Regions from separate parts of the Sus scrofa genome. Here all the other regions are linked to region 3. Evidence: chromatin contacts called from public Hi-C data. All regions are on one chromosome and are shown on one strand. The core of a region is the stretch at or near the end of the contact, and the rest is flanking DNA. Distances in the headings are between cores, read along the strand shown. Region 1 holds the start of MAP3K14 (mitogen-activated protein kinase kinase kinase 14). Region 2 has its middle 31 kb from the start of MAP3K14. Region 3 holds the start of FMNL1 (formin-like protein 1).

The links. Hi-C and Micro-C count contacts between places; a contact is called where the count stands out from the background.
Region 1: a contact with region 3 is called in a Hi-C map of liver, with 2.4 times the contacts expected there. The contact joins the promoter of MAP3K14 here to the promoter of FMNL1 in region 3. A contact is called at or near these places in 3 of 47 Hi-C or Micro-C datasets (blood, embryonic fibroblasts and liver) and 2 of 2 datasets of contacts at active chromatin or transcription factors (alveolar macrophages and skeletal muscle).
Region 2: a contact with region 3 is called in a Hi-C map of retroperitoneal adipose tissue, with 2.2 times the contacts expected there. The contact joins the enhancer-like site here to the promoter of FMNL1 in region 3. A contact is called at or near these places in 1 of 5 promoter capture datasets (liver), 9 of 47 Hi-C or Micro-C datasets (embryonic fibroblasts, liver, mesenteric adipose tissue and 4 more) and 2 of 2 datasets of contacts at active chromatin or transcription factors (alveolar macrophages and skeletal muscle).

Annotation. Positions count from the first base shown.
Region 1 is chr12:18,141,152-18,145,793 of Sscrofa11.1, forward strand. It overlaps MAP3K14 (mitogen-activated protein kinase kinase kinase 14), which reads left to right and starts at 1,748. Exons shown (of 16, transcript XM_003131321.4): 1 at 1,748-1,857. It overlaps LOC102160528 (a long non-coding RNA gene), which reads right to left and starts at 1,609. Exons shown (of 4, transcript XR_306478.3): 1 at 1,247-1,609.
Region 2 is chr12:18,109,908-18,114,742 of Sscrofa11.1, forward strand. No RefSeq gene overlaps it. Among named protein-coding and RNA genes, the nearest start is that of MAP3K14, 31 kb to the right of the region's middle. Within about 2 kb of position 1,439, at least 14 of the 83 cell types and tissues checked have an H3K27ac peak or open chromatin away from gene starts, as enhancers often do. A contact at or near this core is called in omental adipose tissue, retroperitoneal adipose tissue, skeletal muscle and 1 more, where this site is marked.
Region 3 is chr12:18,222,467-18,227,017 of Sscrofa11.1, forward strand. It overlaps FMNL1 (formin-like protein 1), which reads right to left and starts at 3,155. Exons shown (of 26, transcript XM_021066841.1): 1 at 2,464-3,155. The coding sequence starts at 2,592. LOC110255993 (a long non-coding RNA gene) reads left to right here and starts at 3,139. Exons shown (of 3, transcript XR_002337084.1): 1 at 3,139-3,885; 2 at 4,438-4,505.

The DNA.
Region 1 (4,642 bases), core at 498-2,997, 83 kb before region 3:
AATAAAAAAACACTGGGCCAGCTGAACAAAACTTAACGAAGGCCTGAGTGAGTGGATGAGGCCCTTGGGTTGTAAGTTTTCTGCCTAAATGAATGGCCTTCCATATCCCACAACACTGAAGATGTCTGTTGGGTGCAGAACTCCAGAAATAGACTTCAAGCTGCGAAGGACTGCCTGCAAAGTGGTCTGGAGCAGGTCTTCGCTCCAACACTTCCAGAGGTAAAGGTGATCCTTACTTCCCCAGATAGCCTTCGATGGGGCTTGCCCACCCCTACCACTAGGGCCACTTACCACACCTGCCTGCCCTAGACCACTGATAGGGGTAGGGCATATCTTGTATTTTGCAAAATTTTTTTGGTCTTTTTAGGACTGCACCCGCAGCATATGAAGGTTCCCAGGCTAGGGGCCGAATTGAGCTGTAGCTGCTGGCCTAAGCCACAGCCACAGCAATGCAGGATCCAAGCCGTGCCTGCAACCTACACCACAGCTCATGGCAGCACCGGATCCTTAACCTGCTGAGCGAGGCCAGGGATCAAATTGGCGTCCTCATGGATACTAGTCGGGTTCATTAACCACTAAGCCACGACGGGAACTCCCCATTTTGCAAACTTTTTAAGTGTGAAATATTTTTTATTATAAATAAGTACAAGCTCATTGTGGAAACACTGAAAAGTACGGAAAAATATAAACAATAAAATATGGAAAACACTGGAAAATATCCATACCTCCCCTACCCCTTCCCCACCCCCACCCCCACGCCATCCCCATTCAGAGAGAAGCACTGTTGATACCTTGATGTATATTCAGACTCCAAGTCCTTTTTTACTAAGCAAAGCTCGTAGTTCCCTGGGGGCCTAGCGGAGGCTCGTAGTTCCCTGGGGGCCTAGCAGTTAAGGATTCCGCATGCTGCAAGTGTGGCCAAAAAAACCTCCAAAAAACTGTAAGTAAAGCTCTAGTCTTCTTTCTGGCTCTGTAACCTGTAAACCCAGTGAGGAGATGCTTCAGGCAGCATTCACATCACGTTGCTTTTCTGTGGGAAGGGACTGCATCAAGCCAGCCGCATGCTCTCACGAGACCTGAGTTTCAACACAGAGGACTGACCTGTGTTGGCCTTTAGCAAGCTTCTCTCCGACAGACACTAGAACCTGTTTTACTCATCCTCAGGGGCTTCATAGCGCGGGGCTCACAGTAAGTGCTCAATACAAGTTTTTCTAACCGCCACCCCCTCTCCCCGCCACACACACACCTGCCGCCTGAGCCAAGGCCTGGAGCAAAGAAGCACGACCCAAACCAGGAGGGTGAGCGCCTCGCCGTCTCCTAGGTAACCAGGTACGAGGCTGGGGAGTGCCCGCGCGTGCGCACACTCGCCCTTCCTTCCCGTAACCTCAAGAAGAACGCAACCCGTAAAGCTGCCAGAAGCCCTGCGCGCATGTGTGGTTGCACCAACCCGCAGGCCGCCTCCGCCTTCTGTCAATTAGTCGGCCCAGCAATCTCTTCGCTATAAACACTGTCCGGAAATAGTTCCCATTTCTGGAAACGAGGCCTTGTTAACCAATCGTTGCTTGGGGCGGTAGGACGGAACTAGCTGGGACGAGCCGTCTCATTGGTTAGATTGGAGGAGTGGGCGGGGCCAAGGGTCTAGGTGAGGCCAAAGCAAGGAGGTGCGAACGAAGGCAAATTTGCAGCTACCGGCGGAGGCGTGGCCCCGGGGGTGGCCGGGAAGGCGGTGAGGGGGCGGGGCCCGAAACGGGGCGGGGCGACCGTGGGCCCAGAGAGCAGCAGTCGGCGACCGGCGGCGGGAGATCGCGGGCGAGGGGAGCGCGACACTCGCTGGTGGGGGAGATCGGCGCTCAGCCGGTAGGTGACTGGGCGGGACCCCTGGTCCCGGAGAGGGGCAGAGGGGATAGGTGGCACCTCAGCCCGAGGCCAGACTGTGGCCTGGCCCGCCGCCCCAGATTGGTGGGGGTCGGCGGCTCGGCCAGTCGCACCCACTAGGGCGCGGGCCCTCGGCCCTGGCGGCGGGCCGCCGGCGCGCCCTCACACACGCTGCCAGGGCCACGATCGCACGCCCTGCTCGCCCCTCGCACCCGCCCCTCGAAGCGCGCGCGGGGACGCCCTGCTTCCCCTTCCCCAGCACTCCCGTTTCCCCGCGCTCCGCTGCTCCCACCGCCAGGCCTGCCCCTCCTGCTCCGTGCCTTGGTTGCCCCTCAGGATGCGGGCTCACCTCGCCACCGGGCCAAGTGCGCCGGATTCTTGCGCCCTCCTATCTTCCCGGTCAATGCAACTCTCTGGCCTTTCCTGGTCACATCCCGAGCCTGGGAGAAGAGGCAGAGCCTGCCCTTGGCACCCACCGGAGCAGTGCTGGCCACTTGCAGCATCCTCTTCCTTCCCCTGACCCCTCTGTACTTCTGTCCGCTCCACTCAGGACTTTATTTGTCGGCTCAGAGAAAATAGCCTATCTTGGAAGCCCATCCTGGCCCTGGCTGCCTGCAGCCACCGGGCACCGGGCAGAAAGAGGTCACTTGTATAGTGCAGAGAGCCCCAGCTGCCCGGGAGCCTCCTTGGTGCTGGGTAGCTTCAGAAAAAGCAGGGTTTTTTTTCCCCTAATTGAAGTTAAAATGTTGCTTTCAGTCCTAAAGGGTGAACTGGGGAATGAGTGGAGAAAAAAATACAGAACTCAGTGGTATAAATAGCAAAATGATTTTTATTGACTGGGGGACTGTGAATACCAGGGCCTTGATTAAGAACTCTGAAAGCAAGAGAAGCTGAACAATGAGAGGTAGGGCCTGATACAAAATAGCTTTCTGAAGTTCATTCCAGGAAAAATGTTGAAAACCCCTTGACTAGAAACATGGTCTTTCTGAAAGATTAGAGGGAGATAGTATCTTAACATAAGTGATGTGTTTTTTACTTAGTATCTTCATACCTGTAACCTCATTTTTCCTTCAGATGTCTGTGTGATAAGATAGATGGTATTGTCCTGTTTGAGAGTGAGGCACCTGAGGCAGACCTGCGTGTGTTGGGGAGGGGGGCTGTTGTTATATATCTTGCCTCATGCCTTGCAGCTAGGACTTGGGGTGAGGACCCCAGCCTGGGCTACTTCCCCTGGACCAGGACCACATCATGGTACTTAGATGCAGGGCAGAGGGAGAAGTGTTTGGTGTGCTGCTCCCGCTCTTAACCTGAGAGGACAGGTGCTTGTCTTCCAAGGCGTTTGGATTTACTCCTGGTGTTCTTTTAAGTGACGTCAAAGTCCTTTGGGGCAGGGATGCCAGACCTCAGACTTTCTGACATCTTCCTTGATCTGGAAGGGGGTGGTGAACTTCTCAGAAGGCCTCCAAATGAAAGTACTGGTCTCTGACTTTAATTTTGGAAATACATACCCAGGTATATGTTCCAGCACTTTGGCGAAATCAGACAGCAGTAAGCTGCCAAGCTTTAGGTCATATTCTGACTGCTTTCGGATTATAAGGAGCAGGCCTGAAGGGGCTTTTTCGCCCCTGGTATTGTCTGTTAGACTTGGTGGGAGTGGCACCACAGACAAGAGACCCTGCCAGAGGAGCCTTCATTTATTAAACAAAAATGTCTGGTTGGCCATTTCGCCTCAACAGATGGAGGCTTGGTTCCTCATTTTGGTTCTCCTGTTGAACACTGACTCCATTGTGATCTGCTTGGAGTGTTTGTATATCATTTAATGTTGAGAAGCAGGCCTGCCCTGATTGGTTGTTCAACTCCAGGCAACTGTTGTGATTTTGTGTGTGTGTGGGGGGGGGGGTAACAGTTCATCCTGGCCAGGGTCTGGTGAGGGATCAGTAGATATGGAAAGAGGGAAAACCTAATCCAGGGTTGTTTTCCTCATTGTTGGCACCCTCTTAAGAGTGTTCCATCACTTTGGCCTGCGAAGTCACTTTTAATTTCCTATTTTTTTTCCTGTCTCAATGGATAGCACATGCGCTTTCCTAACAGGCCTGCCTTGATGAAGAGCTGAGCGATTCATGTTGGTTGGCTTGACGGGTATTCTTTCTGGGAAGGTAGTTAAGAAATCGTCAAGCCAAAATCAGTCCTAAGTTAAAAGTGTAAGCCAGCTTGATACATAGAGGTAGCATCTTTGTACCAATGGCTTCCATCCTCTCAGAGCTGTTTTTTTTTTTTTTTTTTTTTTTTTTTTTTTTTTTTCCTGGCAAAAGGTTAAAATGCAACTAAAATTCTGCTTTCATGATTAATAAGTCACTACCGCAGTTGTGTCTGATGCTTCCTGTTTGCCCCATTTTAGTATTTCAGTTAAACTGGAAACATCTGAGCCTTATGGGCACTTTTTGATGGTACCCATGTGAAATTGGCGGGAAGGAGGACAGTTCCCTGTCCGTGGCTTTGGGAGGTCTAAGGAGAAGCCCATTCCTCCGGTCTCTGCACCCTGACTTCCCTTGGCAGGGGAAGGAGGGGGGGGTCAGGCATCTTCAGAGGGGAGGGTGAGCGTTCAAAGTGGTGCACGTGTGAAGGCTTCACATTTCCTCGGCGACACTGACTGAAATGTTGAAAGCAGTGGATTAGAAATGGAAGGCCAAACATAGGGCAGATTTGGTGGTAGAACCTTTCCAGTTGAGCTAAGTGAGATTTGGATTTGGATTTGGGATCCTCGGTT
Region 2 (4,835 bases), core at 189-2,688, 110 kb before region 3:
TATCCGAATCAGCATCTATCTTCCTTGCGGTCACAACACTAATCTTCCTTGGGAAATCATGTACCCCCCAAACTTCAGTCATGTATGTGGTCCAGAAGACACTGGCTTCACCCCAGGATCCAGAGAGGAGTCAGAGCATCCCGTCTTCTTGCAACCACCCTCATCCCCGCCACTGACCGGAACAGAGAATGGTGCAAGGGTGGGCCTGTGACCCAGTCATCAGAGTCAGTTAATTAAGGGCATTTCTGGTACGACCAGGAAAGAGTCCCATTTCAAGTGGGAGTGCTAATCATGGGATATGGTCCTAGGAGTACGAGCATCTCCAAGAAGCCAAAATAGAGAAGAGCAGAGCCAGGCAGATTTCATACAGCATGTTATAAGGACCTGGATCCAGCCAAGCGTGAAGCTGGAATCCCTTCAGACATGGGGACAGAATATTCTTTTTTCGAGATTGGTTCAGTTTGGATAACTCAGAGCATAGACTTAGGGCACGAGCTAACTTAGAGGATCAACAAAGAAAAAAAAAAGATTTCAGCTTTGATAAACTTATTTAGAATTTTGCAATCAGGGTCAATGTTAATTCTGGCATACACACACACCATACATATTTCAAAAATTAACATTTGAATCTGAATTACTTTCAGAAGTGAGAAGCACGCAATCTTTTCTCTCTAGAGATCATGTTACTTGCAACTGAAAAACCCTGGACTGGACTTCTCTGTGGCACAGGCGGTTAAGGATCCAGTGTTGTCTCTGCTGTGGCTCATGTCACTGCTGTGGCACAGGTTCAATCCTGGGCCTAAGAACTTCCACATGCCTCATGTGCAGCCAAAAAAAAAAGAAGATAAATTAAAAAAATTTAAAAAGAAAAGTCCTGGGAGTTCCCACATGGCTCCATGGTAATGAACCCGACTAGTATCCGAGAGGATGTAGGTTCGATCCCTGACCTCGCTCAGTGGGTTAAGGATCAGGCGTTGCCATGAGCTGTGGTGTAGGTTGCAGGTGCAGCTTGGATCTGGAGTTGCTGTGGCTGTGGTGTATGCTGGCAGCTTTAGCTCTGGTTTGACCCCTAGCCTAGGAACTTCCATATGCCACAGGTACGGCCCTAAAAATACAAAAAAAAAGAAAAGAAAAGAAAAGAAAAATCCTGGACTGATTTACTTCCTTGTGCTCTGGTTTTCTGTAGCCAGAGTCTTTCTTGAGCCTATAGAATGGAAGCTGCTGGAAGGCAGAAGCCAGGACCTCTTGCCTTTGTGCTCCCACAGCAGCAAATACAGGGCCAGGCCCGCAGAGATGCTCAGGGGATGAGGAGTAGAGGTCCTCACTGCCCTGGCCACCTCCACCCCAGCCAGCAGCCGCAGTGCCCTGAAACCCCACTTACTCCGCAGGCCTGAACTCAAAGTGGGCAGCCCTGCCCTGAGCTTCCTGCCTGCCACACCCTGCCACGGACTGCCCGTCAGCAGAAGGCCCAGAGCGGTGATTGCCCTGATTGCGAGAGCGCTGCACCCCCAGGGACAGATCCGAATGACAATGTGAGGCTCCGAGAAACTTCCAGGCACTTAAGCCGGCATCTGGACAGGGGCCAGTGGTGTCTGAGCCTTACTTTCTGGAAGCTATCTGCTGGAGGTGGAGACAGAGGGGCTGTGCCAAAGGCAAGCTGCTTCGGAAACCAGTAACAGGGAGAAGGCTGATGCCGGACAGGGGAGAGCAGGAGGCCAGGCCTGGGGGACCCTGCTGCTCGACGGGCTCATATTCTCCCATCTGCTTCTGGAAGCATTCAGCTCTGCTACCAACAAGGGAAAATGAAATGTGAGATTTTTTCCATGTGCAACGGCATCAAAAATATATATATTTAAGAAAAAATTCACAGGTGTTCCCATCGTGGCGCAGCTGATGAGGTTGTGGGTTCGATTCCTGGCCTCACTTAGTGCATTAAGGATCTGGCTTGCCGTGAGCTGTGGCGTAAGCTGGCAGCCACAGTTCCGATTCGACCCCTAGCCTGGGAACCTCCATATGCTGCGGGTGTGGCCCTAAAAAGACAAAAGATAAAATAATTTTTAAAAGAAAAAATTTCATAGATTATGTGTGAGACTACTGCACTGAAGATTACAAAATATTGCTGAGAGAAATTCAAGAAGGCCTAAAGAAATGGAGAGAGGGAGCTCCCCGTCGTGTCTCAATGGTGACGAACCCGACTAGCATCCATGAGGTTGTAGATTCAATCCCTGGCTTCACTCAGTGGGTTAAGGATCCAGCATTGCCGTGAGCTGGGGTGTAGATTGCAGGCGCGGCTTGGATCTGGCGTTGCTGTGGCTGTGGCGAAGGCTGGCAGCTGCAGCTCCGATTAGACCCCTAGCCTGGGAACCTCCATGTGATTCAGGTGCGGCCAAAAAAAAAGCATTCATATAATATATGACCTTTTGTGTCTGGCTCCTTTCCCCGAGCATAATATTTTCAAGGTTCCTCCATGTTGGAGCATGAATCCGTGCTTCATTCCTTTTTATTGCTGAATAATATTCCATTGTAAAGTCCCTCGTGTGGATATGCCACATCTTATTTATCCATTCATTAGTTGATGAACATTTGGGTTGTATCCACTTTGAGCTGTTATGAGTAACACCGCTATAACCATTCACGTACAAGGTTTTGTGTGAATGTATGTTTTTGAGTCTCTTGGGTGCATACCTGGGAATAGAATTGATAAATCCTATGATAACCCCGTGTTCCACCTTTCCAGGACCTCACCCCTATGGCCTACAGCTGCTTGAGTTCTGTGTTGCCATCAGTCAGAGAGAGGTCTGTCGGGGCCTCCATTAGGTTTTGATGAATTTTTAATTGTTTTCCAAAGTGGCTGCACCATCTTTGTTCCCACCAGCAGTGTGTTTCTCCACATCCTCAACAACAGTCGCTATTGTCCATTATTGTTCCTATCCTAGTGGGTGAGAAGTAGCATCTCATTATAATGGGGTTTTTTGGGGGGTGGGGGTTGCCTGAGGCATGTGGAAGTTCCCAAGCCAGGGATCGAACATGCACCACAGCTGTGATCCAAGCCACAGCAGTGATAATGCTAGATCCTTAACCTGCTGAGCCACCAGGGAACTTCCACTCATTATGGTTTTGATTTGCATTTATTTCCCTTATGACTATGATGTTGAGCTGCTTTGCATGTGTTTATTGGCCATTTGTATATATTTGGGGGGGGGAATTCTATTTAGATCATTTGTTATTTTTAAATTGAGTTATCTGGTTTTTTAAATTGTTAAATGGTGAGTTCTTTCTATGGTCTGGATACTAAGCTCTTGTCAGATACATGATTTGCAAGTTTTTTCTCCCATTCTATGGGCTGTCTTTCGCTTTCTTGTTGGTGTCCTTTAAAGCACAAAAGTTTTTAATTTTGATGAAGTCCAATTTATCTATTTTTTCCTTTTGTTGTGATTTGATGTCATATTTAAGAAACCAGTGCCTAATCTGGGGTCATGAAGATATACCGTTATACTATGTCTTCTTCTAAGAGTTTTACTTTTTATTTTTTTATTATTATTATTATTTTTTTTTTTTGGTCTTTTTAGGACTGCACCCACAGCATATGGAAGTTCCCAGGCTGTGGGTTGAATCAGAGCTACAGCTGCTGACCTATGTCACAGCCACAGCAATGCCAGATATGAACCATATCTTCGACCTACACCACAGCTCACAGCAATGGCAGATCCCCAACCCACTGAGCAAGACCAGGGATCGAACTGGCATCCTCATGGATACTAGTCAGATTTGTTTCTGCTGTGCCACAGTGGGAACTCCCTTTTGACCCATTTTTAATTCATTCTATATATAGTGTGAGGTAGGGAATCCAACTTCATTCTTTGATATACGGATATCCAGTTTTTCCAGCACCATTTATTGAAATTCTTTCCCCATTGAATTGCTTTAGCATCCATGCCAAAAATCAGTTGACCATAAATTTGAGCATTTATTTCTATATTCTATTCCATGATCTCTATCTTTATCCTTATGCCAGCATCACACTGTCTGGATTACTATAGCTTTGTGGTTAGTTTTGAAATTGGAAAGTGTGATTTCTCCAACTTTGTTCTTTTTCAAAATAGTTTTGACTTCTGGGTCCCTTGAAATTTTGTATGAATTTTAGAATTAATTTCTGGGAATAAGACTGCTGAGACTTCAGTAAGAACTGCATTGAATCTATAGAGAAATTATCATCTCAACAGTATTAAGTCTTCTAGTCCACAAATATGGGGTGTCTTTTTGTTTATTAAAGAAGTTAGACTTTTTTAACATCTTTTCAACAAAGTTTTCTCTTTTTCAAGAATATAAACTATAGATAAAATTTATTCCAAGTATTTTATTCTTTTTTATGCTATTGCAGATGGGATTGTTTTCTTTGTTTTATTTTCAGATTGTTATTACAAGTATATAAAAGTACCACTGACTTTTGTATTTTGAAATCTTACTTGCTCATTAGTTCTAATAGTATTTTAGTGGATTCCTTAGGATTTTCTATATATAGGATCACGGCATCTGAGAATATAAGTACTTTTACTCCTTTTCCAATACAGATGCTTTTTCATTTTCTTCCCTAATTGCCCTGGCTAGACCTCCAAGTCTAGCTTTCAGTAGCTGTATTGATGGTGTTTTAAAAGAGCTTTATTGAATTACAATTGATGTACAAAAAAACTGCAGATGTTTAATGTACACAAATTTGATAAATTTGGGCAGAAGCACACACCCGTAAACCCGTCACTACAGTCAAGGTAATAAATCTCCAAAAAGTTTCTTTGTGTCTTTTGTTTTGCTTTGTTTTTTTCATGATAAGAACACTT
Region 3 (4,551 bases), core at 1,905-4,404:
AGCAGGGGCACCCCTCTCCCTCACACGTTCCTTGGGCATGTAGCGCCCACCACCCACTCATGAGTGGGAAAAAGGCTGCCCACCAGGAAAGGGAGAACACGTAGCCTCATCTCCTGTCTGGCTGTGGGCCTTGGTCGGGGTACCCATCAGCCACAAGGGTGATCCCACAGCCCAGAGCGAGGAGTGGCTTGAGATTTCAGCATCCAACTCCCCAGCTGGGATAAAAGGGCTGGGCTTCAGGGAAAGAAAGAGGTTCCCTGGGGCCACATGCCTAGATCCCAGGGAGAAGGCTGTGCTTCTCCCACCCAGACTGGGGGACCCCCAGCACTGGCAGGCCTACCACTCAGCAATCAGGTTCTTCTCCTCTTAGGCACTGACTGAGGATGGGACTCAGCCAGAGCCACAGAGGCAGTGCCCAGATGCAGGCACACCCCGTACTCCCCTGGGCTGAGCCTGTAGGTTTAGCCAAACCTGGAGCCCCTCAGGCAGGGGCCAAGGGCACAGCTTATGCCCCCGCTGGTGAGGAGCGAGGCGGGGAGCCAGGTTCCTCGCCAAGTGACCTCCTGCCCATAAGAGACACTGGACGGGGTGATCCTTCCCCAGGAAGAAGGGGGAAGTGTAAACACACTGGGGTTCCTGGTGTTTGGGAGGGGTGAGCCCCAGTGGGCGCTGCTGCCCTCGATTTCTACCCAACCACCACCACGTTCTCCACCAGAGCCTCCACCCTCCACAACCAGGTTCTCGGGGACTCCTAGTGGCATTTTGTGTCAGGCTCAGCCAATGAGAAATAAAGCCAAAAAAAAAAGGCAAGCAGGGCAGTCAAGTCCCACACGGGCATCAGAACCTCATCGCTGGACTTTTGGGTTTTCCAGTGGGTCTGAATTATTCACACAGCTCCTCCCCATAAGAGTGTGCGTAACCGAGAACGGACTGGGGTCTGGACCTCACCCTGCGAGCCTGGCCCCGCCAGCCGCAGACACGCACTGAAGGGAGAAGACAGACTGGGGTCTCCCCAGTCAGGCTGGCTGGGGTCCAGGGATCCACCACCCACTCAGGCTCCCCAGACACCCCCAGAGACCATCTCTCCTCGTTCTCCCCCCTCCCCCATCTGCTCTGCTCAGCTCAGCTTCATCAAGCCATGGCTTTGGGGAAAGGGAAGCAGGTGGAGAGATGGGTTATTCAGGGCCTCGCCTGGTGTGAGGTGTCCCCCGGGGTCCCTCCCTTTCCCCTAAGCAAGCAAGGTGCCTTCTCGTGGATGGATCGGACCCACCCCACCCCATGGCTCCTCCAAGCCTTCCTCCGGGGAGGGGACCGCGGCCAGGATTTCCAGGAACTGTGAGGAGGGGCCAGGCAGAGGATCTGGCAAGTACGGCCTCATGGCTGGCCAGGGGAGGGGAAATGATGTCAAGGAGGTGGAGGAGGCAAGAAGCGAGCGGCCACGGGCCTGCGTGGCTCCGCTGCCTGCGCCTCCCTTGGGCCCCCACCCTCAGACCTGCGGTGCCAGCCTGCTCAGACTTGGAAGGGCCTCTGGGAAAAGGCACGGCCTTATGGGCCTGTCACCCAGGGTCTGGCAAGAGAGCTGACAGCAGACAGGCCACCAGGTAATTAGTTAGAGGATTAGGGAGCCTGGGACAGGGTAGAGGTAAGGAAGTGAGAAGGAGTGGCCCTTCTCTCCGCCCGGCCCCCCCTCCCCTTTCTTCCACCAGGTCTTAGGGAACCCGGACTTTGCTCTGGAGCCCCCAGTCATCCGAACCGCCTTCAGGTTCAGCCTGAGCTGATGGCTTCCTCCCCGGAGAACTAGTCCCCAAGCCCCTGGAGCAGGTGACAAAGCGGGAGAGGGGCTTCCAGACTCTTGCTCCACCCCAAGCCAGACAGACCAACCCACCCTGACCCCGCCCTTCCTAACCTTAACCCCTCCGTGGGTAGGAAGGGATTGGTAAGCTAAGGACCCACAGACAACCTCTCCCCCACAGACAGGGAGGGAGAAACACAGGCAGCCCCTGTGCATGATCTGACAACCCAGCTCCCAGCAAATCAGGATCAAACACCTCTACTCAGTTTCCAGCTCCCAGGTGGTTAAACCGCAACTAATCCCTTCTGTCTTTGACCCTGAGACACCAGCAGATGCTCCAGACCTGCACGGAGTGGCTGGGCCTGCGTGCAATGGGGAAGGGGGTGCCCCTGGACCCCCCTGCGTGCTCCACTCCTAACTTCCTCACAGGACATTTTTGTTTAGACCTTTAGACCCAGAAGCGATGGGGGAGGGGGGCCCTGGGGAGGGAAACTGGGCGATTGCAGAAGAAAGTTTTGGGGGAGAGTGCTAAGTCACTCCCACCCCCTGGAGGGGCCGACACCCGGCCGCCAGCAATCTCCAAGCGGCACCTGAGCCCCCGGGGGCGGGGACGCGTGCCGAGCCCCTGCTCTCCCCTCTCCCGCGCCCCGCGCACAGAGGGTCACACTCACCAGGACCCGGTTAAACCTCTCTTCCAGCTCTCCAGCCGCGGGCATCGGCTGCTTGGGCGCCGCGGGCTGCTTGGGGGACAGCGCGGCGGGGCTCGCGGGCTGCTCCGCACTGCCGGCCGCGTTGCCCATGGTGGTCCCCACCCAGCCAGCCAGGCGCCTCCAGCCTCGGAAATCCAGCTTTCCCGGGGAGGACGGAGGAGGCTCCCGGCCTGGGGGGCGAGGCGGACAGCGGCTCGCGGCGGCGGCGGCGGCGGCTGGGGCTCGGCGACGCGGGCTCTCGGCTCAGCGGCGCGCAGGGACCGGGGCGCGGCGTCCCATCGGGGCGGCCCCGTCCGAGGAGCAGGGCGGCGAGCTGCGGTGGTGGGGAGGAAGTCAGACTGCAGGCCGCCGGGGCCAGAGGGCTGGGCCGGGGGCAGGAAGCTGCGGCGCGGGCTCCCCCCTCGGCGATCTTCTAACTTCTGCTGTCGCTCCCCGTGCGCGCAAACCGCATTTCGCCGCCGCCGCTGCTACGCGCCCTGCCCCAGGGGGGCGGGCTGGAGGGAGGGGGCGGGCGCCGGGCGCCGGCCGGGGGTCCGCCGCAGCCATGGCGCGGCTAGGAGGGGGCTGCCGACCCGCTTCACCTGCCGCAGAGGGGGCGGCCGGCGCCGCTTCACCTGCCGGAGCGGGAGCGACAGAGGCGAGGCAGAGGCGGCGGCGCGCTCCGCGGCGCCTCCGGGTCCTAGAACCGTAGGCTCCCGCTCACTCGGAGCCGGGGGACTGGAAGGGTCTGGGCGAAGGGGGTCACGGCCTGGGGGACGCAGCGGGCAGTCCTCGGAGTCCAGGACTGCCAGCACCTGCTGAGCGCGGCTTGAAGACCCCTGACGGTACGGCGTTGCGGCGCCAAGGGCTGCGTCCCGCTCTCGGGTTCCCGCCGGAGAGGGTGGGAACCCCCTTCCAAGCCCCCCACCCCTTGTTTCTCTCCTCCTCTGTTTAGCCCAGAACCGAGCTGAGGACGAGAGGGAACCATCTGCAAAAAAAGAACCCCAAAGCAGGGCGGGTGGGGGGGGCAGATCCAGACCAGCGGAGACCCCAGCAAGCTGGTTCACTGTGGACCAACTCTGCGCCTGTGCGGGCATCCCCAGTGCTTCTAGAATGGGGGCGCCCAAGGAAGAAGGCAGGCTGTGAGAATCTGGGTACCACCAAGGCGGTCTCAAGGAGAAGCGCGGGGGCTGGGGAACGGGAGGATTAAAGCCAGCATCCACTCTGGGAAAGGAGCGGGCACCGAAGAAGGAGGGAAAAAAAAAAATCTCCTTGACGCTGTCACCTCCAGGGACCTAAGGTGGCCTCTTGCTCACCTTGGAGAATAACAATCTCTGATGTCTGGCAATAACAGAAATGCTTCCAGAGGTCTTCTTTCGTCCATCCTGACAATGACCAGGGAAGGTAGGTATTGATAATCTCCTTCTAGAGGTGGGGAAACTGAGGCTCAGAGTGGCTAAATGACTTGCCCAAGGGCACACAGCTAATAAAGGTCTGGAACAGGCCTCCTTGCTGTCCACCTCCGAAATCTACACTGCGGTGGAGCTGCAGTCCTGGCCTTCCATTCATTCAGGATGGACCAGAGGATGAAAGAGTATTGGGGAGGGGGGAGTACAGAACCCCAAGTCCAGACACAATCTCCAGCCTGAATTTGAGGCTTTTCTCTTTCCGTTGCTCCTCCCACTCCCCGTTTAATTTGTGGGGATCCCCAGCTGGTCCTTCCTTGCACTACCAAAGCACGGAGGACAAAGCCCTGGATTTTTCTCTGAGCCAGGCAAGGACCATGAGTGTCCCCTCCCCAATAGCTTCTCTTCTTTCCGCCCTCCCTCTCAAATTCAGAACCACTGACTGGAGTTTAAGCAGGAGCTGGGAAGTTTATCTAATCTTAAGGAAGGCCCTGGAATGAACCAGCCCCCTCCCCCAGGCTCACCTGATTTAAGCCTTTCTTCTGCCAAGGTCACCAGCACCTCTGGTGGGCGAGAGATGTGATCACTTATTCCGTGTCCCAACCAGGGACCCGTAAGGTAAGACACAGCAAGATACTCCTTGGATGTGCTAAGAAAGTGATCT